2 separate regions of the Arachis hypogaea genome follow, and region 2 is linked to region 1. A link is a contact called in public Hi-C data. All regions are on one chromosome and are shown on one strand. The core of a region is the stretch at or near the end of the contact, and the rest is flanking DNA. Distances in the headings are between cores, read along the strand shown.

Region 1 (5,137 bases), core at 598-3,097:
CAGTATTTGACATAGAAGGAAAAGAACTTTGAGCAAAATTAGCTTGTATAAGAACATTATCTGGTTTTCTGAACTTATTCATCATGTCATCATGAGTCAATACTAGAGTTTGCACTTCACAAAGACTACATTTTAGGTTTCACATTGATTGTGATTAAAAGACTTCGATACTCTTCATTTAAATTCTCAAGAATAGCCTTTACATGTTTCTCTGTCGAAAGAGGGTAACCTAAGGCTGCTAAAGAATCACGAAGGCTTTTAATTTTTGAGATATAATCTTAAGCAGACATACCATGTTTTTTGACCAATTTGAGTTATGCTTTGAGTTGTTTAACCCTATACTTGATGGATTTCTCGAAATATTCTTCGATCTTTTTCCAAATTTCATAAGTAAAGATGCACCCAACCATTTTACTTTTGAAATCAGAATCCATAGATGCAAGCATCCATGAGCTGAGATTATAGTCGTTCTACCTTCATTGTTTGAATTGTTGAGATTCAATCCCAACTTGCTGACTTGCCATGGAATCAAATTGAGGAGGAATTCGTGTTGGATGGAGATGATCTTCAAGATCTTGTCCTCGAATTGTAAAAAAAGCTTGCTGTTACCAAGTCTTGTGATTATTTTCACCAAGTTTATCACTAATCGGGTGAAAGGATTTTTGATTGAAGAAATTTGGAAAAAAATTGTTGATAACAGAAGAGGAGAAAAGAGTGTTATTGGAATTGAAATTGGTAGAATCTTCATTAGGAGAAGCCATGAATCAAACACCTGTGACTCTTGATACCATGAAAGGAATTTCGCAGCAGTAGCTTTGATCGCAGAAAAATAAAAGGAAAGAAGAGGTAATTGAAAAATTAAAAAATAAAAAATATTGAATTTAGTTTCAGTAAAACAAATGAGCCATCCTCTCAATAGAATTTTCCCTCTATACTTATATAACTTTCTTAAAATTAAAATTAGTTCTCTAATTATCATAATTAATTATCCTTAATCTCAACACAAAATAGATTCGATATCTTTTTAGAACTAAGTCCAAATCTAATTAAATCTGGTCAGGCCAGTCGCCCATGAACACCCACTTGGAATTGGGTATGGAATTGGCATTAGAATTAAAACTTGCCTGATTTTCTAGTTTCAATCTTTTATACTTGAAATGATGAAATTTAATTCTTTTACATGTAAAGAATTGAAAAGTAACTAAAATAAAATTGTATTTCAATTATTTTTCAAATAGAAGTCATGTGAATTACACGGTCTGTTCAAAATTATATAAGTCTTGCGAAAAATGGTCATTTTGCCATTGTTAAAATCAATAATTATATTACGTATATACAAAAAATTAATTATCAATTAACTATTGCGTATAAAAATATTATCTTATTATAAAAAAGTTTTATTAGTGTAAGTGAATATATAAAAATATATAATATGTATAAATATATATATAATTAAATATATAATACCTGATTTTTAGTATGAGTGAATAACTTTGTAAAACGGATTATTGTAAAAAAAAAATATTTCGCTTTTGGAAGAAGAGATAAGATAAGGAATAATATACATAATCTCTTGAATATATATACCATTAAAGATTTCAAAAGTCCACATGCAAATCCCAATCTTTCTAACATAAAATAAATATATAATATATATAGGCACCTACGTGCCCTAACCCTTTCTATTGCTTTGCTTACATATCCATTAAGCTTTTATATGGTTCTTAATTAATTTCTTCCCATTAGAGAAAAGAAGACTTTTGTGTCGTCTCATAAACATTCTTTGCTTCCTTCATCAACCAACTTGCACTTCAATATAAATAGATACCCGATAAACTACTTGAACCAATTAGTGAAAAGCTGCATAGTATAACTCATTATTATTCAATCTAACTTAGCTTCCATAAAAGATCCTTTGAATTATTGAATAACACATCTTCATATCATGGGCGCTCTTGGAACAGTTGTAAGAAATTTCTACACAATAGCAGGGTAAATATGTAAATATATGCATATATCTTTGTTATTCTCATATATCTACCAACTTTCATTATATTTCATTTTTTTAGAATCACTACTTCTAATAAATTTGGTGAAAACTCAAGTACAGTTGACTTCACGTGAAGTTGGTACCTGAAAGCTATTAGATGATTTGAATGAATTGACTAAATTTTTATCTAACGACTCTCAAATATCAGTTTCACATAAAGTCGACTTCACCTAAGTTTTTACCAATAAATAGATAGGGCAAAGAAAATTGCCCAATAAATTAATATGGTAAAGGAAGATTATTATAAAAGAAAATTATTATAGACAAAGCCATATATGTATGGTTTATTTATGATAGAGAGCATATACATATATATGGAATTTTCCATATATATATATATATATATATATATAGTCAATGCTTAGGTTTTGTTTTGTTCTTTTTTATTTAATTATTTGTATTGTTTAGCTTACAACGATAATCCTTTGCGATACGAAATATAATTCCACAAACTTTTGTATATGTAGTTTGATGGTTAAATAATTACATATATAAGTTTTTAATTTTGTTTTTCATTTTTGACAGGCCTGGAGTGATGCTTCTTTATCCCTTGTAAGCTAGTAGCTAGTTGCCAATTCTTAATTAACTTTATGATTTTATGACTAATATATAAATAATATTATTTTTGCTCTACGTTCATATTCATTCCTTCTTATATATAGAAGTTTGAAAGTAGTGCAACAATATTTATTTTTGGGGTGTGTCAATATAATGACATATTTTGTATGAGTAAATATAATATTACAGATACGCATCAATAAGGGCGATTGAGAGTCCTTCAACCTTAGATGATCATCAATGGCTAACTTACTGGGTTTTATACTCCTTCGTCGAACTCTTTGAGCTTTCATGTTATAATATTCTAGCATGGTACGTAGATATATGTATATTATATGATAAGGAATTTACATAAAAATACATGCATGTACATATACATATATATAATATTTGAGTATTAAAAGTAGTGGATTGATAGAATACCATATTCTAACCTTTTCAAAATAATAATTGATTATTTGATAAATTAAAATTGAGGTATTAAAAATGTTATTTGCACATGAAAATCAATTACCAAAATTAATCACGATGTATTTATATATAAATACATATATAATTTAATTTATTTTTAATATTTATTCATTCTACATTGATAGTTGAATTTAATGTTGATTTTGGTGTAAATTGATAAATACATCTTGATGCAGTCATATCTAAATACATTAATTTTTTAATGTGCCAACTTATTAAAAGTAATAGTATACATAGTGATATTATTTCTTTTTCCTTGGCGTCCATGATTAATGTCCATTTTTTACGTACAAATATCATCATTAATTATACCAAAACCAAGTTGAAAATTGAAATACCAAATAGATTTCTATATGTGGCTAATAATAATTGAACATTTATTATATTATATAGGTTTCCCATATGGCCATACATGAAGCTTGTGTTTTGCATTTGGCTGGTACTGCCAATGTTCAATGGTGCTGCTTTTATATATGAGAATTATGTGAGGCAATATGTGAAGATAGTAAGCTATGGAAGTTACAAGGATTCAGATCAAGACAAGAGGAAGGACCTTCAAATGTTGAGCATTGATGCAAAAAAATCTGTTGAACGCTACATAGAGAGATATGGTCCTGATGCATTTGAGAAAGTTGTCAAAGCTGTATGCTATCAACAACTCTAATTAAGTACATATGTTTGCTTCATTATAAAGCTTATCTATATTTCATCTTTTAATAATATTTTCCCATTTCTTTATTCGAAGTTGCAGGCTGAGAAAGAAGCTTGGAGGCACTGAAGATTGATTTAATAACCAAGTTGATATCTTATTAGGATTTTATAAACGTTGTGTAATCATTGCTTTCGTTGCATGTGTTATTATGCACAAAAATATTATGTAATCCTTAACTATACTTTGTTTAAATTGCAACAATCTTGAGGTTGATACTTTAAATTATATTATATATAGCTTCCACAATACTATACTTTTCACGATAGAATATATTATGATTGGTATAAAATAAAGATAACAAATTAAAAATAAAGGTAAACATAAAAATGAGACGAACCAACATGGAATTCGCAAAATAAGATAAATTGTTGTCTTTGCAATAAAAGCTAACATGAAGGAATAATACTTTGAATGAAGATGAATATCTAAATATAGAACTGATAAATAATGTTTCATTGGATATACTATAATGAAAAAAAAAAGGAAAAAGAAAAAGAACCTGATGCCATAAAATGTTGAATTAGGCCTAAAACCTATGCAATTTTGTAAGTCTCCTCCGAAGTTCAAGATCTCTATCACAGTCAGTTGTCGCAGTATTTGGAATGGCAGAAGAATTCATTGTTCTTGTGTAGTTCTGATCCATGTTCTGAGAAGGTCTTAGAATGGAATTAGCACCAACATGACTTGCAGGGTTCAGATTCTGAGTTTGATTCTGTCTTGAGTATAATGCACCATTCAATTGGGAACCAAGTTCAACAGCTCCTGCATTTCTTTGCAACCCTGCACTTGAGCTTCCTCCGGTCGAACTGATCATGCGGCCAAATGGGTTTCCTTGCACTGCTATATTTTGTAACTTGTTAGGCCTTATAAGATCAATGAAATTAGAAGCTGGTCTTTTCCTGGCATTTGTGTATGGATGATGATTATGGTCATGGGTAGTAGTCATGATACCATTCGGATTCACTCTGTCAGCGACCTGAGGTATGTTTATAAATCCACTATTTACTGCAGAGTGTGGTGATTTGTTAAGGGGAGTAACTGGAATATATGGAGGTTGAGCAACCATTGGTGGTGGACAAGGATCAGGAGGATACCGAAATTCTGCTGAATGGTTCCCGGCCGGTGTAGTGAAATTGTTTTCCCGTGTATCTTGAGGAAAGCTTCTAGTAGCAGAGGTCCCTGGAAGCCTTTCTGTTGGACCTAACAACCATGGTGGGAAAGTTGTAAAAGTAGCACTTTGCCTCTGAAACAACGATGTTTTTGCCGGTTCTTCAACACCTTGGTGCATTAAAGGAAATTCGGACGCTGAACTCGAAGCATGATGATGGTGCTTATTCCTGTCATTC
Region 2 (4,751 bases), core at 1,602-4,101, 51 kb after region 1:
GAGAATTGAATTTGATGCAACATATTAAAAATAAGATTATGATAATAAAATTATTTGATGGATATATATGCATATATACTGTGTTGGTATTTTCTTAGAAATTGGAGGATGAATTATATATTAATTTACCTTTTTCATGCATTATTATTATATAATAAGTCCAATTATACACATAATTAACATATGAAATAATTTTGTTGTGTATTTTATTCAAATATAAATATCATGATGTTTGAATTATTAAACTCTAATATATCTTTCTTCTCATATTGAGTATAAAATTTAAGAAATATTTGTATAATTTTAGAATATATTTAATGTGAGTTTCAAAAATTTATTTTTATCTGAAATTAATCTATAAATTGAGTTGCCTAAAAGTGTTTTTATTATTTTATGTGTACTAAAAATACATAAAATAGTCACAGAAAAAGATACATAAAATAGGCTTATAATAATATAATAATGTAATACAAAGAACATGTTATTCTATAATTTCAAGAGGATAGTGAGTAGTATAATGGTCATGATATATATGAAAAAAAAAAAAGCTGCTAATTTAAAGTAACAAATGAGTAGGAAAAGGATGTGCTTGTATATTCATCTCCCAAAATGGTGAAAAGCTATATATATATAGAGTTAGTTTGAGTTCACTGTTCCTTTATTCCCTATTCATCTCAACTATTGATGATATGATCTCTTTAGCTGTTTCTTTCTGTCTTTCTTCACTCTCTTCATCACATACTCACACTCACAATATTAATATAATTCAACACACAACCATTAAAAGATGTAATGAACAAAACAACAAACTCTACTAACAATATAATGTTAAATTAAATGAATTGATGACACCTATATATACAAGCAAGAAGAGAAGCAACATTTATTAATTTGATCTTCAATAATATATTATAAAAGGTTTAATAATTTGGATGATTATTCACTAATATAAAAAATAAAATTTTTGTGGGATAAATATTTTTACTGACGTAATATTATGTAATTAAATATATATATGTGTAAATCTATTTTATACTAAAGTGTATTAAAATTAAATTATTTCATTAATTTTTATAGTTTTACTAAAATTTAAAAATTTATAAATAGCTTTCTTCTAACAGTAAATTTTATGAATTTTTATTTATTTATCTCACATCACTAGTAAATATATCTCAACATATTTCATTAAATTAAATATTTGTAGAATAACAAAAATATAATTATAAATTTAAAATTCATATAAAAATCTATTAAAAATTTTTAAAATATAAAAAATTGGTTAAAAAATAAAATAAAATTACAAATACTAATAGAGTAATTATTTAATCTAAAAAATTTAATGGCATCCCACCACAGCAATAGCATTACTCTAATTAAATAGGCCGTACTGATGCCTGGTCTTAGTAGTAACATTACCTTGCAACTTATTGTACTATTAGCCACACTACTGTTGTGTTCATTTGTTTGTTAATTAGGTTCAGTTAGTGTCACTGTTTTACTTTATGTACCTACCTGCCTACATGAGAAATAATGAACTCTTTTTTTTGGTCACTTTACATGCTAGTTATTATGCTCAATGATAGTGTCTTCTTTATGTATATACGTCCTTCTTAGCTTGATTATACGTGAAAAAATTCAGTTTGATACTACTATATATAATAACTCCCTTTACAAGGTAAGGGAAAAACAATGCAATATAACTAAATATCAATTTGTTTGGGTTCAACTAGAGGACTATATAGTTGACTACTTCATGTGCATATATAAATATGCTAATATATATAATATAGTAGGATGTGTATGTTTTAATATGATATAGTTACTACCTAATTAACACCTGTTATCTATATCTATATTTCTGTACTATAAATAATGAAATATTTAATTATTTTATTAGTTTTTATAGTTTTATTAATTTTATAATTAATTTTTTGTATATTTTTTTAATTGGTTTAGTTTTTACATTGTTTTTAATTTTGTAATTAAATTATTTGTGTCAAAAAAATTAAAATTAACATAATATTTCTCTTAAAAAATATATATTCAAAAATTTAATTAGGTTTTTAATTGTGAGTATATTCAATTTATAAAAAAATATTCTATTAATTCTAATATTTTTTATATGAATAATAATTTAATTATAAAATTAAAAGTAATGTTGGGATCCAATTGAAAAAAATAGTATAAGAACCTAATTATAAATTTAGTAAAATTATAAGAATTAATAAAATAATTAAACCAAAATAAAAATACTAGAAAGAGTTGATGTATAAATTTTTTAAAAAATATCTTTTATCATATATATATATAATTATAAAAAAGGTATTTTGTTAACTCTAATAATTAAATTTACGATCTTTTTTTTGTTTTTTTTATCAAAAATAGAAAGATTTAAACTCGTAATCTCTTAAATGAATACGAAAAAACTATACCATTTGAATTATAGTTCATTGGCGTGACTTTTGATTTTAGCATAACTACGTTAGTGTTTATTAATGCACTGGTATGTAATAAGAGTTTGAAAGATTTTAAACCATATATATTTGATTCTTCTGTGGGTTTACATATGAGAAAATCCCCAAGACGTTCAGACTTTTTGTGTCTTGATGCCATTTGAGGGTTTGCTAGAACTTTATTTGAAGGACATTTAATTATGACATAGAATTTAGAATTAATTTCCAAAAGATAAAAAAATTGGTGACATTTGTTTTTTTGGTTGAACAATTCAATGGCTTCATAAACTGTTCAATAGCATAATGCATTTTTGTTTTTGGACATAGTAGCACAATGCATTGAGGCAAGGTAAAAAATATATTCTGTACACAAGGCCCAAATGATCGAAATATTACTCCTACTTATCTACCATCCTTATGGGCCTTGGGATATTGGACCAATACCAACCCAAAGCTACTATGTTTTATTCTTTAACATAGGTTTTTGTTGCTACATAAACTATATAAGTAGCTCTTGACAAAAAAAAAAAAAAGCTAATTAGCTCAAAACTGGGGATAAAATTTGAGTTAAACCCTTCCTGGCCTCGATCTATTTTCAATTTAGACAACTCTGGTACTGTAAGGATTGAAAAATGACAATTTACCATTTGTCCTATCTTTCGTTAGACACATGAGTATTTTTTTGAGAATTTTTGAGAAACAAATCACAGAAAATACTTTCATGTGATGTAACTTATATAACTCAGTCTTTATCAATTCTACGTGAATGATAACTATTTTATTGAGAATGTTTAGTTTTGTATAATTATCAATCCGATGTTTCAATCAAAGAAAAAGTATAGATATCCAACTATTAATTTACTAACTATTGACAACAATCATTAATTATTATTTTTTAATTAAAATTAAAAATATATTGATATCCATTAATTAGAATTTTAAAAATTAGAATTTTAACCCTAGTGAATATTTGCAACGTGAATCAAGGAGTCACGCAACTCCAAATTCTCTCACTCTTCTCTGGCTATTTTTGCGCCTGAAACTTACACCGTCACCGGAACGCCGCCGCCAACTATCGCAATGTCTCCCTCGTGATTTGCAATACCGCCGACCGCCGCAGAGCCGTTTTTGTCGCGATTTGCAACGACATCGACCACCACAGTGCCCTCCTTGTTGTGATTTGCAGCCTGCCGCCACCACAGTGCCCTCCTCGTTGCAATTCGCGGCGTCGTCACCACTGCTGTAGCCCTTTCCCACATGATCCGCTACCACCATCGCAACTCTCCTCCCCTCGCGATTTGTAATTTACCGCCGCAGCCCCTCCTCCCCACCACCATCGCAGTCCTTCCCCTCGCGATTCACATATCACCTTCTCTCCGACGCATGCCCACCAACACGATAACTAACGAGGTCCCTACAGTGTTGTTTCAGTTTTTTTGTTTTTTTTTTTTATTTTTTCTTAAATTTTTCATATTTGAAGAAATGTATTTTGGATGTTTTGAAATTTTTGGATGTTTTGATATATTTTTTTCCGTAAAATTGCAGGTCTTTTTACTGAAGAAAGATATTTCATATTTGGGACTTATGTGACTTTTTATTTTTGTCGTACTTCATATACTTATTAAATTTATTCTAATTGCTTCTATGAAATAAAATTATGAAGATTTACATATTCATATTTTGGCCACTTATATATTTATATTTCTTTACTAGTTTTTAGTTGGTCTCTAGTTGTCATTATATATATTCCTTCTTAAAAATCCAAAAAGTTAAAAGTTGAGAGCACCATAGTTTTTCGTTGGTTGAGGATATATGTAGAGCATAAGAATTATATCATGCTTTTACATTGTGACATAAGCACTAAGATAAAACCAAGTTCCTAAAGAGTTATTCTAGTTGTTATGTATTTTAATTTATGTATTACTTTTGTTTTGATGAATGCTTCTTTTACATTCAAACTATGCTTATAGTTTTAAATTAACTCATATTTTTTTGTCTTAATTTTTGGTTTGTGCTGCTGAAATTAGTTTATGGTAATTGTTAGATATAAAACCAATTAACCCAAGAAATTAAACTATAGATAGTGCCATTTTGTACACGGGATGTGTTTATATTAGTAGTGGAAATGAAACTATTTCAGTTGTTGTCTTTATTCGCTAAACTTAGATAATTGTGTTTGCTTCAAGGATTGTTTAGGTTTAGTTTTGTGTTTTCTGATTGATGTTTATTATTTTTTTCTTGGCAGATTATGAGAATTTTTATAAAAATAAGAAAATTTCGAAGGAGGAGGATAAAAAA

The links. Hi-C and Micro-C count contacts between places; a contact is called where the count stands out from the background.
Region 2: a contact with region 1 is called in a Hi-C map of leaf, with 3 times the contacts expected there. The contact joins the enhancer-like site here to the promoter of LOC112710311 in region 1. A contact is called at or near these places in 4 of 8 Hi-C or Micro-C datasets (leaf and an unstated tissue).

The regions. Positions count from the first base shown.
Region 1 is chr1:9,365,854-9,370,990 of arahy.Tifrunner.gnm2.J5K5, forward strand. LOC112710311 (HVA22-like protein f) reads left to right here and starts at 1,848. Exons shown (of 5, transcript XM_025763535.3): 1 at 1,848-1,992; 2 at 2,576-2,602; 3 at 2,798-2,920; 4 at 3,473-3,722; 5 at 3,831-4,037. The coding sequence starts at 1,946. The coding sequence ends at 3,857. LOC112800525 reads right to left here. Exons shown (of 4, transcript XM_029297400.2): 4 at 4,119-5,137. The coding sequence ends at 4,318.
Region 2 is chr1:9,416,185-9,420,935 of arahy.Tifrunner.gnm2.J5K5, forward strand. No RefSeq gene overlaps it. Among protein-coding and RNA genes, the nearest start is that of LOC112795329, 5.1 kb to the right of the region's middle. Within about 2 kb of position 2,852, at least 2 of the 3 cell types and tissues checked have open chromatin away from gene starts, as enhancers often do.